Linked DNA regions of Mus musculus: regions 2, 3 and 4 are each linked to region 1. Evidence: chromatin contacts called from public Hi-C, HiCAR-type and HiChIP or PLAC-seq data. All regions are on one chromosome and are shown on one strand. Each heading gives the region's core, a stretch centred on a gene start, on an enhancer-like site or on the middle of the called end of the contact. The rest is flanking DNA. Distances are from core to core; before and after follow the strand shown. Region 1 holds the start of Lmbrd1 (LMBR1 domain containing 1). Region 2 holds the start of B3gat2 (beta-1,3-glucuronyltransferase 2 (glucuronosyltransferase S)). Region 3 overlaps Adgrb3 (adhesion G protein-coupled receptor B3). Region 4 holds the start of Sdhaf4 (succinate dehydrogenase complex assembly factor 4).

Region 1 (3,666 bases), core at 552-3,051:
TTGTTGTTTTTTGTTTTGTTTGTTTTTTGAGACAGAGTTTCTCTGTGTATCTGTGGCTGTCCTGGAACTCACTCTGTAGACCAGGCTGGCCTTGAACTCAGAAATCCACCTGCCTCTGACTCCCAAGTGCTGGGATTAAAGGCGTGTGCCACCACTGTCCGTTTAATTTTTAGTAAATCACATTTTGCACCTCGCAACAGTACTTCTCTACTGCCGGGTTGTTCCTGATTCAAGGCCACAAACTATCCAAAGGCTACTTTTCCACTGGCACTTTCTTCCAACAGTATCCTCTCCCAAGTCCTATTTCCCTTATAAAATCATATTTTCTCTTTCAATGCTTAAGATCTCTATTTCCTAACTTATGATCAGCCCCCTCTTAAAAAGCCACTTATTATTTTGTTTGTATCCTCCTAGATAAAACTACTGTATCCACAGTAAAACTACTGTGCTTTAAATGCTTTTTCATTAATCAAGATACTCCAACTCTACGTTCCTGCTGGTAACATGCTTATTTTTCACTAAACATATGGGCTGGGAAAGCCAGTGAATTCTCTCCTAGTACAGGGCTAGATAGCCTCCCTCCAGGACACAAGCTAAGCATGGCCCAGGGCAATGGGATTTGTTAAAGTGAAGGGAGCATGCCAGTACTAAGACTGAATTTAGGGTTCCTGAACATGCAAGGCAAGTGTCGTGTGCGTGTGTGTGTCTGTGTGTGTGTCTGTATCTCTGTGTGTGTGTGTGTGTGCGCGCGTGCGCGCGCTACCTGATGAAAAACTGAAAAACTTGACTACCTGAACAAACTACCCAAGGGTCAGTATAGGGAATCTGAAACACATCGGACGAGTTTCAAAATGCAAACACTAACTGACCATAGGACTGAAGTCTTTGTAGAGTGGGGAAGGATTTGACAATATGAAATGTCATAAGAGAAGCAAACTAAACGAAGTCAGAAAGTAACAACCAGGTCACTCTGAGTCACTACAGTTGGGTTTTGTGCACCCAATGATCAGAGAAGTCTGGAAAAGAAGGCACCTGAGGTCAGACAGGTAATAACCTCCCGCCTGGCCAAGCGGCTCTACAGCGTTCTAAGTGGAATGTAATACCTAGAACGTGACACTCACGTCATCAAGGCAGAATCGCACAATGGGCGCGGGGAAACAAGGGGGGGCGGGGGGGGAAGGAGGCATTTAAACAAATAAACAATTGATTCTGTCAGAGCCCAGAAGCCTGGCCCAGAGGCGGTGAGGACTCCAATTCAAGCCGTGATCACGCCTTTCTCCACCCCGAGGGTCGCTCGTCCCCAAACTCACCCGCCAGCTACATTCTCAGACAAGAGACAGAAGCTGGCTGAAGTTAGGAAGGAGACCGCGGAGGATCAGCGCCTCTTCGCCTTCCTCCGGAGACCCTCGCGGACCCAGCAGAGAGCAGGGCGGGCGAGGAGGGTCCCCGACAGGCGAGGCCAGCGCTGGCCCGCCCTCCTCCTCCTCCCACCCCCTCACCCTGGGAGAACTCGGAGCGCCTCCCCTACCAGGAGCAAGAGGCCGAAGATGCACCAGCCGATCACCAGCTCGGCCGCCGCCGCCGCCATCTTCGCTTCCGGTCCGGATAAGCCCAAAGGGGTGGGGAGGGAAGGCACGGGACGGGACGGGACGGAACGAAGAGGGACCCGGAACTGCGCAGCCTAAAGGTTAAAGGGGCGGAGGGGCAGAGCGGAGGGTTGCCAAGGAGACCCGGCCCGCGAGCGTCCCCTGGCGACCAGCCGAGCCGAGGCGGGGCGCACCCGACGCACCGTGACGTCACCACGCTGCCCGCCCACGCGCGGCCTGCGTGCCACTTGATCTTGCTGGCACTCTAGGAGCTTTACGGAGGCAGGGCTGTGTCTGTGCCTCTGAATGTAGAGTGACATTACGGGTTTTCATTGCTTCCAAAAACAAGGTTTTGATCCCATTATGCAATCAGAAGTCATCCTGGTGCAGGAATGACTCAGAATAAAAGAATGTCATCTGCCCAGATGACTTTATAATTTGCTGATGACCAGGTCACGTCATTGCTTGACGGCACTGTGCTACCACGTGATGTTTCGTTTTGTTTTGTTTTTTCCATCTGCGCGTACCTGTGAATTTCCATGATGGTTTCATACAATTAAAATGTCCGAGTCTATGAACTGTAGGTGCTAATAATATGCTCAAGTGAACAAAACAGAGATTGTTGTAAATCTTATGTGAAGCTGAGGGAAAACCTGGGATGCTTGCCTGGGTCCCGTGGTGTATTAGTGTGTATTTAAATTGAATAAACAAACCCCGGCGTGATATTTAGTTTTGATTGTGGACGTTTGTCTGTGGGCTTGATACAATGCAGAACCATCTCGGAAGACTCAGTGACAAATTGTCTCGAATACATTGTCCTGTGGGCTTGTGAGGGATTTTTTCCTTTAATTGGGCTGAGGTGAGAAGCCCCACCCTGAATGTGGGTGGTAACATTTCCACATCCCTGGACCAGAACTGAAGACTTACTTAGCATGCGTGCATAACTCATTGCTGTGTGCGCTTGACCTTGGATGTGAGTAGCCACCTCTAGTTCCTGCTGTCTATAACATCACCACAACAATGCGCTGAAACCTTGCACTGTGAACCCAATAAACACTTCCATCCTTAGGACACTAAGACACTTAGGATGCAGTCAAAACAGTTTATGGATGAACTCCATCGTCGCTATAGTTTATTCTGCTGTGATATTATTACTCACCTTGGTCTTATTTCTGACTGGAAGTCTGCAGTAGTTAAGGGTTGGGTAGAAGTGTCGAAATGAGAAGAAAGTGGAAACAGAATGTGTTTTATATGAACCGGTCCCATCAGAAACTCTCTGGTGGAAGTGTGTGTCCGTCTCTGAGATCTCATGTGTGTCCCCAAGTGCATCACCAACAAGTCATGCTTGTGCTTTACTTCTTGAGCCAATGCCTTTTAACCCTTCTGTAGTAGGCTTGCTGGTTAGAGGAGATATCAAAAACCACCTGAGACCAGTCATCCCTGTTGTCTTCAATGGCCCAAATCCTCTTTGAAAACGATCACATAATCAGTAATTTTGTGAGCACAAGCTGTTCCTCCTGAAGCTGCATTTCCCTAATTCTGCCATGGAACAAATAACTTACTTTTGCATATTTCCATAGGATTCAGATCCCATTCCACATTGGTATGAATCAGACAACACCTTTCTCTATATCGTAGTATTATGTCCATTTTCAAATAGGTTCCTTGAGACCTCTTCCATTAGGCAGTTGTCCATCACTAAGTGAAAGTACTTGAGATAATCAATTTATAAGTCTTATTATGGTTTATGATTTCAGAGGTTAGAACCCATGGTTATCCAATCTATTGCTTTGACTCATGGTGTCTTACATGGTATATTATGTAAGACTGTGTGGTAGAGAAAAACTTTACCTCATGGCAGCTGAAGAACAAAAATAGAGGAAGCGACTGAGTCCACTTGTGGTGGTTTTGTAGTTCTACCTCCTCTGTTTCCTCTCTAAAGTATCCAGACACAGCTGATACACACCAGGTTTGAAGGATGAAGCAGCATTCGGAACCAGTGGGGTCTACAGGACTCCAGTCTAGTGTGAGCAGGTGCCAGGGAGAAGGCCTTCTCCAAGGATTTTGATGAATAGCTCTC
Region 2 (3,666 bases), core at 730-3,229, 920 kb after region 1:
AGAGTGGCTTGATAAATTCCACTCAGAGAATGGCCCAGCAGGCCATTCGGGTGATGCCTGGGGCAGGGGTGGGGGGCGGGTCCTTAAGGACTGGGCAGAATAATTCTAATTCATTTGCCAATGCGATAGGTAAAGACCAAAGGAAGACCCTCCCTCATACACGTAGGTGCATGTACCAGGGATCAATCTCACACCAGGGGGCTGGCTGTACTAGAAGAGATTGGTCCCTAAGCTGAGTTGTTAGTATCAACTCAGTGGGATGATATGTGGGATAGTACCTTTATCCCACATTTGTCTCCACTCAGAATCACCTGTAGGCACTGATCCAGTCTCCAAGAAAATCAAGCCTAGCTCCAGCTTTGGGCGTCATCCAGTTGGGCAAATCACCTGTACTATTATTTACTGAACACAATCCCGGACAGGGCAAGACACCTCGGGGCAGACTTCTCCACCCACCAACACCCCTTCTCCACCCACCGCAGCCAGCCGAAGAGGCTGTGGACTGCCCATCTTCAGCTGCTCCACGCCGAGTGCGGGATGCGTGCTCGAAGGGACTGAGAACTCAAAAGTGTACAGGAAGCACAAAGGGCATGCAGACCTTCGGGGCCCAACCGCCCCTTGTCCCCCCTCCCCCCCACACACACCCTACACCCCACCATCGGCGCTGGACCACTACCTCCTGGAAGAGCTCCAGACTGTACGTGTTGTCATCGTCGGCGAAGAAGAGCACGCCGGGTTGCGCGCTCTGATGCTGATGCCTCTGGCGCAGCCAGGCGAGGCCCGCGTTGCGCTGTTCGGTGGCGCGCGGCAGCCACGGTCGCTTGTAGCGCCGCGGCGTGGGCACATGCAGGTGCGTGTTGGGCAGGCCGGCCCGAGCTAGGAAGCTGCTCACCAGCTCGCTGCGCGTCGCCCGGTCCTCCACCAGGATCCAGTGCAACTGCGCCACCTGGCGGAAGGTGTTGGCCAGGCGAGTGAGCTCGGCTTTCTGCACCGGGCGACTGTAGGTGGGTGTGATGGCATAGATGGTGGGCAAGCGCGGCTCCGGCTGCAGCTGAGGCCGAGACTCGTTCCGCTTCTCGGCAGCGTCACGCCCGGGGCTACTCCGTCGGAGCGGGACTCGGGAGCCCCCGCAGCCCACTGCATGGGGAGAGAAGTAGGGACGGGAAGTGAGTTGGGGCGCGGGCCTGCGGGGGTCCACGTCCAACATGATGATGACAATCAGGATCCAGGGCAGGAGGATGAAGAAGCGGCTGCACAGCGCGGACTTCATGGTGCGCGCTCCCCAGCGTCTCGGACACCACCCCCTGCAAGGACTAGGCTCCGGGTAGGGGACCTCTGTGTGCAGTTAGGACAGCGGCAGCGTCTGCAATCAGGGAGAAGCCGCAAGCGCGCTCCCCTTCCGGACTGGGGCGTTGCGGGGACCTGGGCGTTGTGGGGTCGGCGCAGATGCAGGGCAAGCTAGAACTCCAGGGGGTGCAGGAGGACCGGCTAGGGTCTTGGGTCACTCTGGATGAAGTCGGCGGGAATCTGGACACGGTCCAGCCGCACTCCGCAGGTCCCGGAGTTGTGCCGAGTGCAAGCCAGGCGGCGGTCCCCGCTGCGCTCTTTTCCCGAGTGCGAGCCTGGAACGTACCAGGCGTTGTACCTTGCCGCTCCTGTCCCGCGTCGCTGAGGGCTAAGAGGATCCAGCTGCTGGCCTGGGCGAGCGTTCCGGGACCCCTTTGAAGGCGGTTGCCGGGAATGCTGAGGGCTTTCCTCCGTCACATGTCGGCCGGTGCAGCTGCGATCCCGGGTGGACACCGAGGATGCTGCGTCCCTAAGCTCCCGTTCGAGCGCCGCGGCAGAAACCTGTGCCGCTCTCTCCTTCTCGGAACCTCTCCCGGCTCCAGACAGCAAGATCCCAAAGCAGGGAAAGAAAGAAAAAGCGAGGGGGCGGGGGCGCTGCAGACTCGGGCGTCCTCCTAGTGCTCCGGTGGGAAGATAGCAGCGCTGCTACTGGCGGAGAGGGGCTGCGGGGCGGAGGCGGGAAGGGCCAAGGCTCTCTGCGGGGTCTGAGCCCGGTGGCACCAGGCGCTGCCTGCGGGCAGAGGCAGGGGGAGGGAGGAGGATCTCTGCTGGGTTGCGCGACCTCTGCCTGGGGTGTGTGTGTGTGTGTGTGTGTGTGTGTGTGTGTGTGTGTGTGGAGGTGGTGGGTGCTGTTTTCAGATCGCCCCAGGGTTCAGCTCACTGAACTGCTGCAGGGTCTTTGGAGATCAGCCAAGGAAACCCATTCACGTGTGACAAGTCCGGAGTCCTAAAGAGGGCAGAAGGAGAAAGAGGGAGGGGACAAAGCGGTCCTTCCCTGGCTTGAGGGTTGGTGTACAGAACCTCAGCAAAGAGAACCACTTTCTCTTGAAAGGCAGAAATCAATAGAATCCCACAGAGATGGAGGGGGTGCCGCACATAGGTGTCTGGCATGTGTGCCAGCCCATTCCAAGGAATCAATCGCAACTGCTCGGCCACAGTTGGATCTGTGGGGGACATTTTGACAACTCCGGCTGAGTATGTGTAACTTGCTTTTGTTCATGTTGGAGCCTTCCCAGTTTGCAGGCACAGGAATTATCCCCCAGGACCATCCCTGTAATCCTTTCAAGGAGGCTTTGGAGGTGGAATCACCTTCATTTTCTGGATGAAGGAGCAGAAGATGGAGACTTAAGGGAATTTCCTGAGGTCAGTGGTAACTGACTTAGTGGAAATAGAACGTGGGCGTCCTGGATAGAACCCACTGCCTCTTCACTGCACATCATCAGCACAGCCTGGCTGTGAGTGACCGGTCTTCCTAGGTGATGCCATCAGATCAAGTGGGTCAGAGGATGGCAAGCGGAAATACCTGGAAGACCCTCTCATATATAGAGAATCTATTAGCCGAACGAACCCCAGGCTGTTCTCATTCCAAGCACATTCCAGGGAGTCTGAGGAAAGCACCCCCACCCCCAATGAATCATTTCTGATTCCGTTTTCCTCCGCAACCCGACTTTCTCTGTCGCATGAAAATCCTTTTGACTATGTTCCTGAGGAACAAGCAGCACGCTGGGGCAGATCCTCCACCTTCACGTGGCTGTGTCCTGCATCTTGGGTTCGGTGTCTGGCACTGCGCACCTGTGAATTTTCACAACTACTCTCTTATGTTGTGGGGTAGTCACTAGAGAAGACTGCTCCGACTTGGGTTGAAGCAAATATATAAAGCATTTATTAGCCAGCCGGTGACTACATTGGGTGTTTGAATCCCAAGGTAGCGCTGAGGCTTTCTCAGGGTGAGCGTTTAAGCAAACAACAACAACAACAACACCAAAAAACAAAAAAATAAAACAAAACAAAAAACCAAACCTAAACAACAAAAGCCACGTTCTGGGTTGACATACTTCAGTTAACAAGAACAGTGCGTCAGAATCGGAACTACAAAAGGTAAAAAGCAAGGTTAGTGCATTTTGAGACTTCCCGTGACTATATGGACTTTGATGGATTGGGCCTTTGTTTCCGTTTTGGCAGGTGGTACGGTCTACATGCTGAGCTTTATACCCTGAACGGTGCTTCCGCCGAGGCAGTTGTGTTAAGGTCTAGGTGCCTACTAGGGGCCTTGTTACACTTAGATACAGACATCTAATAGTGAGTTCTCAAACGTTCTCC
Region 3 (3,666 bases), core at 591-3,090, 830 kb before region 1:
CAGGGGAAGTCAGACTGAGATGAGCATATTAGATCTGGTGGCAAAACCTTGCTGAGGTGAAGAAGATAGCAGTCAAGAACAGACTGGTGGAAAAATGTATCAGCTACCAAATCATCCATGATGCAAAGACATCATAGGAAGCAAATGGTAGCATGTGGGCATTAGTGAGACTCCAGAAGAAATACAGAGTCTCTATTTGAGATGCAGAAGAATATTTTGAATGATTTAAAGTAACAAAGAAGGTATTTGGGAAGTCTAAAGGAAGCTACTGAGGAGTTAGAACTCTAAAATCCAACTTTTACTGATACCCACACCATGTCTACCTCCACAGGGGACCTTCTTCCTTGTAGCCTCATTGCGACATTTGTAAAGGAGACAGAAGTGTGCTGACCTGTGATGACATGTGCAATTCCAAATTAATCCACTTTGCAAATAAAATACAATGTCAAGATGTAATGTGTGCAGTTGCATTTTTGATCAACAATATAGAAATGTAAAGAGGGTTCATATGTTCTGAGATAGAATGTACAATATTGAGGGAGTCTCATTGTTTCATGATTCATTATACAAGGTAGATAGATAGATAGATAGATAGATAGATAGATAGATAGATAGATAGATAGATAACGATTAATGGAAAACGAGAACATTAGTTTGAAGAAAGCAAGGAGGCGTATCCAGATGAGAGGTTTGGATGGAGAAAAGGAAAAGGGTGATACTATAATCTCAAAAAATAAAAGAAATAATTAAAACAATAATTTGGTAGTATGTTATTCTTAAATTTTCCATTATAATTTTTAATTTGTAAATAAATTGCGATTATAAAATCAGTATGACATAAAGATTAAATCAAAATGTTTTCATAACTTGGCCTGTGGATACAGCTCAGTGGTAGAGCACCTGCCTAGTACTGCTTGACTGGTTGTGTGTTTGTGTGTGTGTGTGTGCCTATGTGTGTGTGTATATACATATTTCTTAGTGTCATCAACAATTTCAAAGCAGAGCTGGTTTGTTGAAAAATTAACATCTAAAAGTTCAATGAATTTTGAAAGATTGTTGATCAATATATTTGAATGTGTTCATTTGTTTGAAAACATCATTGACATATCAATAAAAGCCTGTACACTATGAAGCTTTTAAAGACCCTGTTGGTTCTTTTAAAAGAACCGTTGGGAGACTGTTCAATGAGACCTGGTGGTTTCTTTATAAGCACATCTCTAACATGTCTGTAAATAATATCCTTTATAGAAGAAAAAGAATTTCACATTTAGATGCATTGGAGGAATGTTATTGCCAACATTTGAAAACATAACCACAGCTGACATACATATTTCTATATCTTAAATTCCAGCACCTTATGAAATATGCCCAGAGGATTATCTTATATCAATGGTGTGGAAAAGGACTCCTGCAGGCGACCTGGCATTCAATCAATGTCCACTGAATGCCACAGGTATAGTAAGATGACACACCCATAGCAAATAATGCTTATATCCCAGATGCATGCTACATTTGCTTAGCACATCCTGCCTTTGTCTGCATTCTATAAATAAATATGGCCAATAAGCAGTTGATAGAACAGTATTTGTAACATGCTTCATAAATGCAGTCAATTAAGAGATTTCAAAAATGTTGCCGATGCATTGCATCCTCGGTATGATGCTTGAATTTAAAAAACAAAAACAAAAACCCAAACACTACAAAATCATGTGAATGTTTTCTAAAGCAAAAAGAAATAGCATAAACCCAGTTTGCAGTCTGCCTCCCAGTGCTATGCCTTCTAGCATCCTGCTATAAAGCGTCTCTCTGTTCTTTGTGACTCGCAGGCACCACTAGCAGACGCTGCTCTCTCAGTCTTCATGGAGTGGCCTCCTGGGAACAGCCGAGCTTTGCAAGATGCATATCCAATGAGTACAGACACTTGCAGCATTCAGTAGGTGCAAAGCCAGCTTTAGTACTTGCTCTGTTTATTTTTTCCTAATGATCACTATGTGAGAATTTAACCTTCTGTTGTATAATCAAATCAGTAAAAACCTCTGAAGAAATGCCCCAAGGAAAAAAGGGGTGGGATAGGAAGCTGATTTCTGTGAGCGTGATCTAAATTGTTTTGTTCCTCGAGCTTGGGTTTTTATGGATCCTGGCAATTTAAATGAAAATATTCCCTTTCTGATGGGAGAAAGGGCCAGAGCAAAATCTTTCTCAGATTTACATGCAGTAACCCAGTTATGTATCATGATTGGTTCAAGTCTTCATTAAATACTACATGATTATTTCAAAACATTGTACATTTTAAATTAAACGTCTTTCACTTTGCAGTAATTGGAGAAGGACAAAGCTGTGTTACTTAGATGTCAAATTTCTTGTGCAGTTTAAAATATGAAGAAAGTGATGGTTCCTTGCACCACAGAAGATAACGTGGCCAGATTTTCCAAAAATGACTTTTCCCCTCCAGAAACCATTGAATTAGTCACAGAAGATGATATTCAAAATAGCAATCACATTTCTGTATTTTAAATTCCAGCTCCTTATAAAATACGCCCAGAGGATTATCTTATGCCAATGGTGCAGAATATTTTGAATACAATTAAGTTCTGCTTAGTCTTGCTCAAGTGCAAGTCATTGTCATTATTCAGAGGATGCTGTCATCTCATCCTGGCAGTCATGAAGTCCTCCACACACAGGCATGGTGGACAATGCGGAGAATGGAAAGAAAAAGGGAGCCAAACACAGCGGTGTTAAGAGACTCCATGCTGTACTTGACTTCTGTCTTGTTTTATGTTCTCATTGTCAGTCAAAACATACACACACACATACACGCACACACACAGTGAACATATTGTTGCTTGTGTATGAAAAGGGTACCTTATGCAATAACTACAACACCTAATAGAATGAGTACTTACTTATTTAACTACCAGAAAAACAAAACACTCATTTTAGAAAGTCTAAACCAAAGGCTATCTAGTGCATTGCATTCATATATCAAATTAGCTATGTAATTGATGACCATTTAAATGTATAGTCTTATGTATTCCATTGCTCATACAAATTTGTTTGTATGTATACATCAATGAGTTATTATTTGGCTACATGAAGCCTTATTTTATCATATACATGTTTATATTACATAAAAATGTTTATTTTATCATAAATATACTTTTTCATGTTATATAATGTATACTACAGAAATACACAATTTTATACTTTCTATATAACCAAATGTCAATTCTAGATAATGTTTGGCTTTAAAAATTTAAATATAATATATATGTTAAGTATAATATATATAATATACATATATATTATATACTTTTCTACATGACAGGATTTAATATATACATAAATTTATGACACATTAAAATATGTGAGCATAATATATAAACTCTCTTTTAATAATATCTATCACTGATTCAGACCATTATATTTCAGAATTACAAACAGAATAGTTATATCAATTAATTTAAGTGACATATCCCTTTCTAATGTTAGACTATTTTAATTGACTTGGATTTTTTTCTTTTTATTTGTAACTATTTGTTTTTACTTTGTTTTCTTTTGTCTAATAATATTGAGGATTCTTTTCAGGTATTAATACACTTTAGACTAATGTTTACCATGTGTTTACCGCATGCAGTCCATCGCCTGCTTTAAAAATAAAACTAAATA
Region 4 (3,666 bases), core at 758-3,257, 670 kb after region 1:
TAAGAAGTAACCGGGGTGTTTCCCCACTCTACTCTCGGGACTCTTTCAACCCAAGTTGATCTCTCAAGACTGATTTTTGGAGTATATGACATCTTTTAGGGACAGCACATCCAAGTATTTGATCACCTGGTTCCAAACCCCAATCAGCCCATCATCCTAGAAGGCCAGTGCCTGGAAGATGGAATAATTGATACGATCAGTGGATCCTCTCAATAGCAGTCCCCTGATTTACATCCACAGGAAAAAGTTCTTTTGATATGCAATTTGTGTAGGACACTTTATGTAGTACAAAGCATTCACTAGGGCCACAGGTGAACTGTATGAAAGGAAAGATAACCAGGAAAACAGTTTGTTATGAAAGATAATGCAGTAAGGGTGTACCTGGTGCTAACATGCCAAGGTGTGCCCCTGAGAATTTATACCATGCAATAGATCTCCTATTGGGGGTGGGGGGAGAAGGGGAGTAAGGACCTGGAGAAGGGTAGAGGCAGACATGTAGACGGTGGGAGCAGAGCTATGAGCGCAGAGAAGAGGATGGAGCACAGAGAAGGACAGAAAGGAATGTGGGAGCAGAGCTGGAGGTAGTAGCAGGGGAAGACAAGCTGTTGCTAGGTCCCTGGGAGGCGTCTAGTGGAATCGCCTATAATCTAACACAGTTCAAACATAATTATTTAAGAGCAAGTTGCTACCTTCATAATTGGATAGGTGAATTGATTCTCTTGAAGTCAGCTCTGTCTCCCAGGCTGCTTAATACTATAGTGCAGGTTGAGAGCTGGTAAGATGGCTCAGGAGTTAGGAATATGGGCTGCTCTTTCAGAGGACCTGAGTTCCATTCCTAGTAACCACATGGTGACTCAGGACTATCTATAGAGGGATCTGATAACCTCTTCTGGCATGCAGGTGTACATGTAGACAGCACTCCTGCATTAAAAACAAAAAATACAAACAACACAAAACCACTCTAGTGATGAAAGACACAGATCAAGTCAGTCACGAGTTGCTAAGTTAGTGGTGCTAGCCAGTAAGTCCTGGGAGGAGAAAGACAGTTCAATGTACATTGGTGCCTTTGTTCTTATCACTGTGGCTATTGTATTAATGGAGCCACTGAGAAACACAGCTGTGCTAGGAGGAAGGTGAGGTGATCAAGGTGTTCTTGGGGGTCAGCACTCTTGACCGCAAGATGGGAATTTAATGGACCACTCGTCTGACCAGCTATGAGTTTGGTTTGTTTTCTAATAATGGGGGGAAACTTTTAGCTGTCATATTTCAAGGGTTTTAAGCTCAATATTTTTAAAAGATCTCTTTTGTACGAGTGCTTTGCTGGTATGATGTAAGTATGTTTGCAATGTATGTTTGTATGTATGCAAGTTTGCATGCCATGTGTATGCCTAGTGCCAACAAAGTCCAGAAGAGTGTGTCAGACATTCCGGAATTGGGGTTAGAAACTAGTTGCCATGTTGGTGCTGGGAATAGAACCCAGGTCCTCTGAAAGAGAAGCCATCTCTCCAGCCTGTGTTTTAAAATAATTTCTAACAGATCCCTGTCATGGAACAATCTCAATAATCAATTCACATGACAATATTTGAACGTACTAAAATTTTTTCAAAATGTGGGAATCTTCAATCTAATTAAATGTTTTATGTTAGGTATTTTTAACTACAGATTTATGGAGCAATTAAATTAGGGTGATTCAAGTTTCCATCTCTGTATTGGACTTTGAACTTCCCTCCTTAAAGCATCATACACTAAGGTGGTGTGAACTCTAGAATTTATTACTTTCGTGCAGGCTTTTGGTTTTGTCTTTTAAGTCCATCGGAATAGCTAAGAGCGCTGCCCAGGTACTGCGCAGGACCAAGGGCGAGGACTTGTGAGGACAAGGCACTGCAGGATTACCCGAGGCAGTTGAGCAGTTGAGGATTTCCAGGGACACAACGAAGCTCCGCCCTTCTCTGCCCTCGTTGACGCCTGCGCAGAGGGCGCGGGCTCCCCTGTGGAGCGCCCCTCCCACCTTGGTGCGCGTGCGCAGACGCTGTGGGAGCCGGCGCAATGGTCTCCACGACCCTTTCCGTTTCACGGATGACTTTCGTCTGGAGAGCAGCAAGTAAGGCCATCCGCCCGGGGTCCTGAGAGTTGGGGGCCCGCGTGGGAAGCCGAGTTCCGAAATGCGAGGGCGCAGGCGCGGAGACGCTGCCGCGGTGGCTACAGAAGCATTAGCGGTGCTTGGCGTAGGGTTTTCGAAAAGCGCCTCGCTCTTAGATGCGGCTAGAAAAATACGGAAAAGACCAGTGTCATTAATTTACAGGTTTATTTACATCAAGAATAATTTATACCCGGACAAGGGACGCATGCCTATAGACCCAGCACTAGGCTGGCAGAGGCATGAGGATCTCTGAGTTCAAGGTCAGCCTGGTTCAAACGTTGGGGAAGTGCACACGTAGAGCAAAGAACAAAATAAAAATTTCACAAAGCCAAGAACTGTTAGAAGAGATGCCCTCGTCTTTCTGTAGAAGCTAAAGTTTTCAGAACTATTGCATTCTTTCTCAATATACCCCTCAATTATCATATCAAAGAGCACGCAGAATGCAAGTTTACTTGATGATAACCCTGAGAAGTTTTGTAAACCAAAGACAGAATTACTGCTTTCATAACAAGTGGCCTGGTTTTTATTTTACTTTTTAATGTTTCCCTTCACATATTTAATACCTGTTGGCTGCTAAAATCTTAAATGATCTGTGAGAATTATAGAAACCGAAAGGGTCGCTCCAAATCCTTATTACTGTTTATCCAGCATTCCAGTGTTTTGAAACAAAAGAAACATTAACAAACCCGTGTACAAATGTGATAGACCTTTTCCATTAAGTGCCTGTATGAGGTTTTCTTCCTGGAAAGGATTTTATGCTGATTGTATTCATTGCTTTTTCTAACAACTCACAGTTCAAGATCATACCACCCTGAAATGTACCCTCGTGGATACTTGGACAATTCTAGAAACATCAGTATAGGCTGCTACACCTGCTGGTGTGTGTTTCCCCATGCCCCAGCACAATGGATCCTTAATGGATGCTGATTTAATGATTCTGCTGTCAGGATCAGGGCAAGCCAGGTGCTTCCTTAGTCAAGGGATTGAAATTAAAACCCATACTGATTATAAAGTAGCAAGGACACTTTATTTAAACCAGAGTGAAGGAGGCCTGATTCGTTGCCTCTGGTCTTTTATGGAGCTACAGGAAGAGGATAAGAGTAAGGGGCATATAGCTTGGGCGGTTTGCACTCTGATTGATATTTTAGGCAGCATTATCAATTTTGTGTATGTTCCTTCCCATAATGCATCTGACTTCAATAATACACCTGCCAAAATTGGCATGACATAGTAAATAAAAGATTTTCCTTAAAGAAAAAATACACTTTTTTGGCTCAGTTTATCTTACTGAATGTTTTACTGGCTGGTTTTGTGCGCCAACTTGACACAAGCTGGAGTTATCACAGAGGAAAGAGCCTCCCTTGAGGAAATGTCTCCATGAGATCCAGCTGTAAGGCATTTTCTCAATTAGTGATCAAGGGTGCGAGGGCCCATTGTGGGTGGTGCCATCCCTGGGCTGGTAGCCTTGGGTTCTATAAGAAAGCAAGCTGAGCAAGCCAGGGGAAGAAAGCCAGTAAGAAACACCC

Evidence for each region. A called contact is a pair of places that touch in the nucleus more often than the background predicts. HiCAR-type assays count read pairs that join an accessible place to other places. HiChIP or PLAC-seq counts read pairs in DNA pulled down with a chosen protein or histone mark.
Region 2: a contact with region 1 is called in a HiCAR-type map of astrocytes, with 2.3 times the contacts expected there. The contact joins the promoter of B3gat2 here to the promoter of Lmbrd1 in region 1. A contact is called at or near these places in 1 of 39 promoter capture datasets (pre-B cells) and 1 of 115 datasets of contacts at active chromatin or transcription factors (astrocytes).
Region 3: an H3K4me3 HiChIP or PLAC-seq map of forebrain shows a contact between it and region 1, with 6 times the contacts expected there. The contact joins the enhancer-like site here to the promoter of Lmbrd1 in region 1. A contact is called at or near these places in 3 of 39 promoter capture datasets (frontonasal cranial neural crest, hippocampal neurons and stem cell-derived epiblast-like cells), 1 of 484 Hi-C or Micro-C datasets (the N1E-115 cell line) and 2 of 115 datasets of contacts at active chromatin or transcription factors (embryonic hindbrain and forebrain).
Region 4: a contact with region 1 is called in a Hi-C map of CD8 T cells, with 4 times the contacts expected there. The contact joins the promoter of Sdhaf4 here to the promoter of Lmbrd1 in region 1. A contact is called at or near these places in 5 of 484 Hi-C or Micro-C datasets (CD4 T cells, CD8 T cells, the G1E-ER4 cell line and 2 more) and 1 of 9 other capture datasets (liver).

Annotation. Positions count from the first base shown.
Region 1 is chr1:24,676,679-24,680,344 of GRCm38.p6, reverse strand. It overlaps Lmbrd1 (LMBR1 domain containing 1), which reads right to left and starts at 1,801. Exons shown (of 16, transcript NM_026719.2): 1 at 1,529-1,801. The coding sequence starts at 1,588.
Region 2 is chr1:23,760,239-23,763,904 of GRCm38.p6, reverse strand. B3gat2 (beta-1,3-glucuronyltransferase 2 (glucuronosyltransferase S)) reads right to left here and starts at 1,979. Exons shown (of 4, transcript NM_172124.2): 1 at 677-1,979. The coding sequence starts at 1,270.
Region 3 is chr1:25,502,700-25,506,365 of GRCm38.p6, reverse strand. It overlaps Adgrb3 (adhesion G protein-coupled receptor B3), which reads left to right. Exons shown (of 31, transcript NM_175642.4): 8 at 1,352-1,453; 9 at 1,827-1,933. Among named protein-coding and RNA genes, the nearest start is that of Gm25294, 53 kb to the right of the region's middle. Within about 2 kb of position 1,840, at least 45 of the 459 cell types and tissues checked have an H3K27ac peak or open chromatin away from gene starts, as enhancers often do. A contact at or near this core is called in forebrain and hippocampal neurons, where this site is marked.
Region 4 is chr1:24,003,981-24,007,646 of GRCm38.p6, reverse strand. It overlaps Sdhaf4 (succinate dehydrogenase complex assembly factor 4), which reads left to right and starts at 2,007. Exons shown (of 3, transcript NM_026503.3): 1 at 2,007-2,101. The coding sequence starts at 2,047.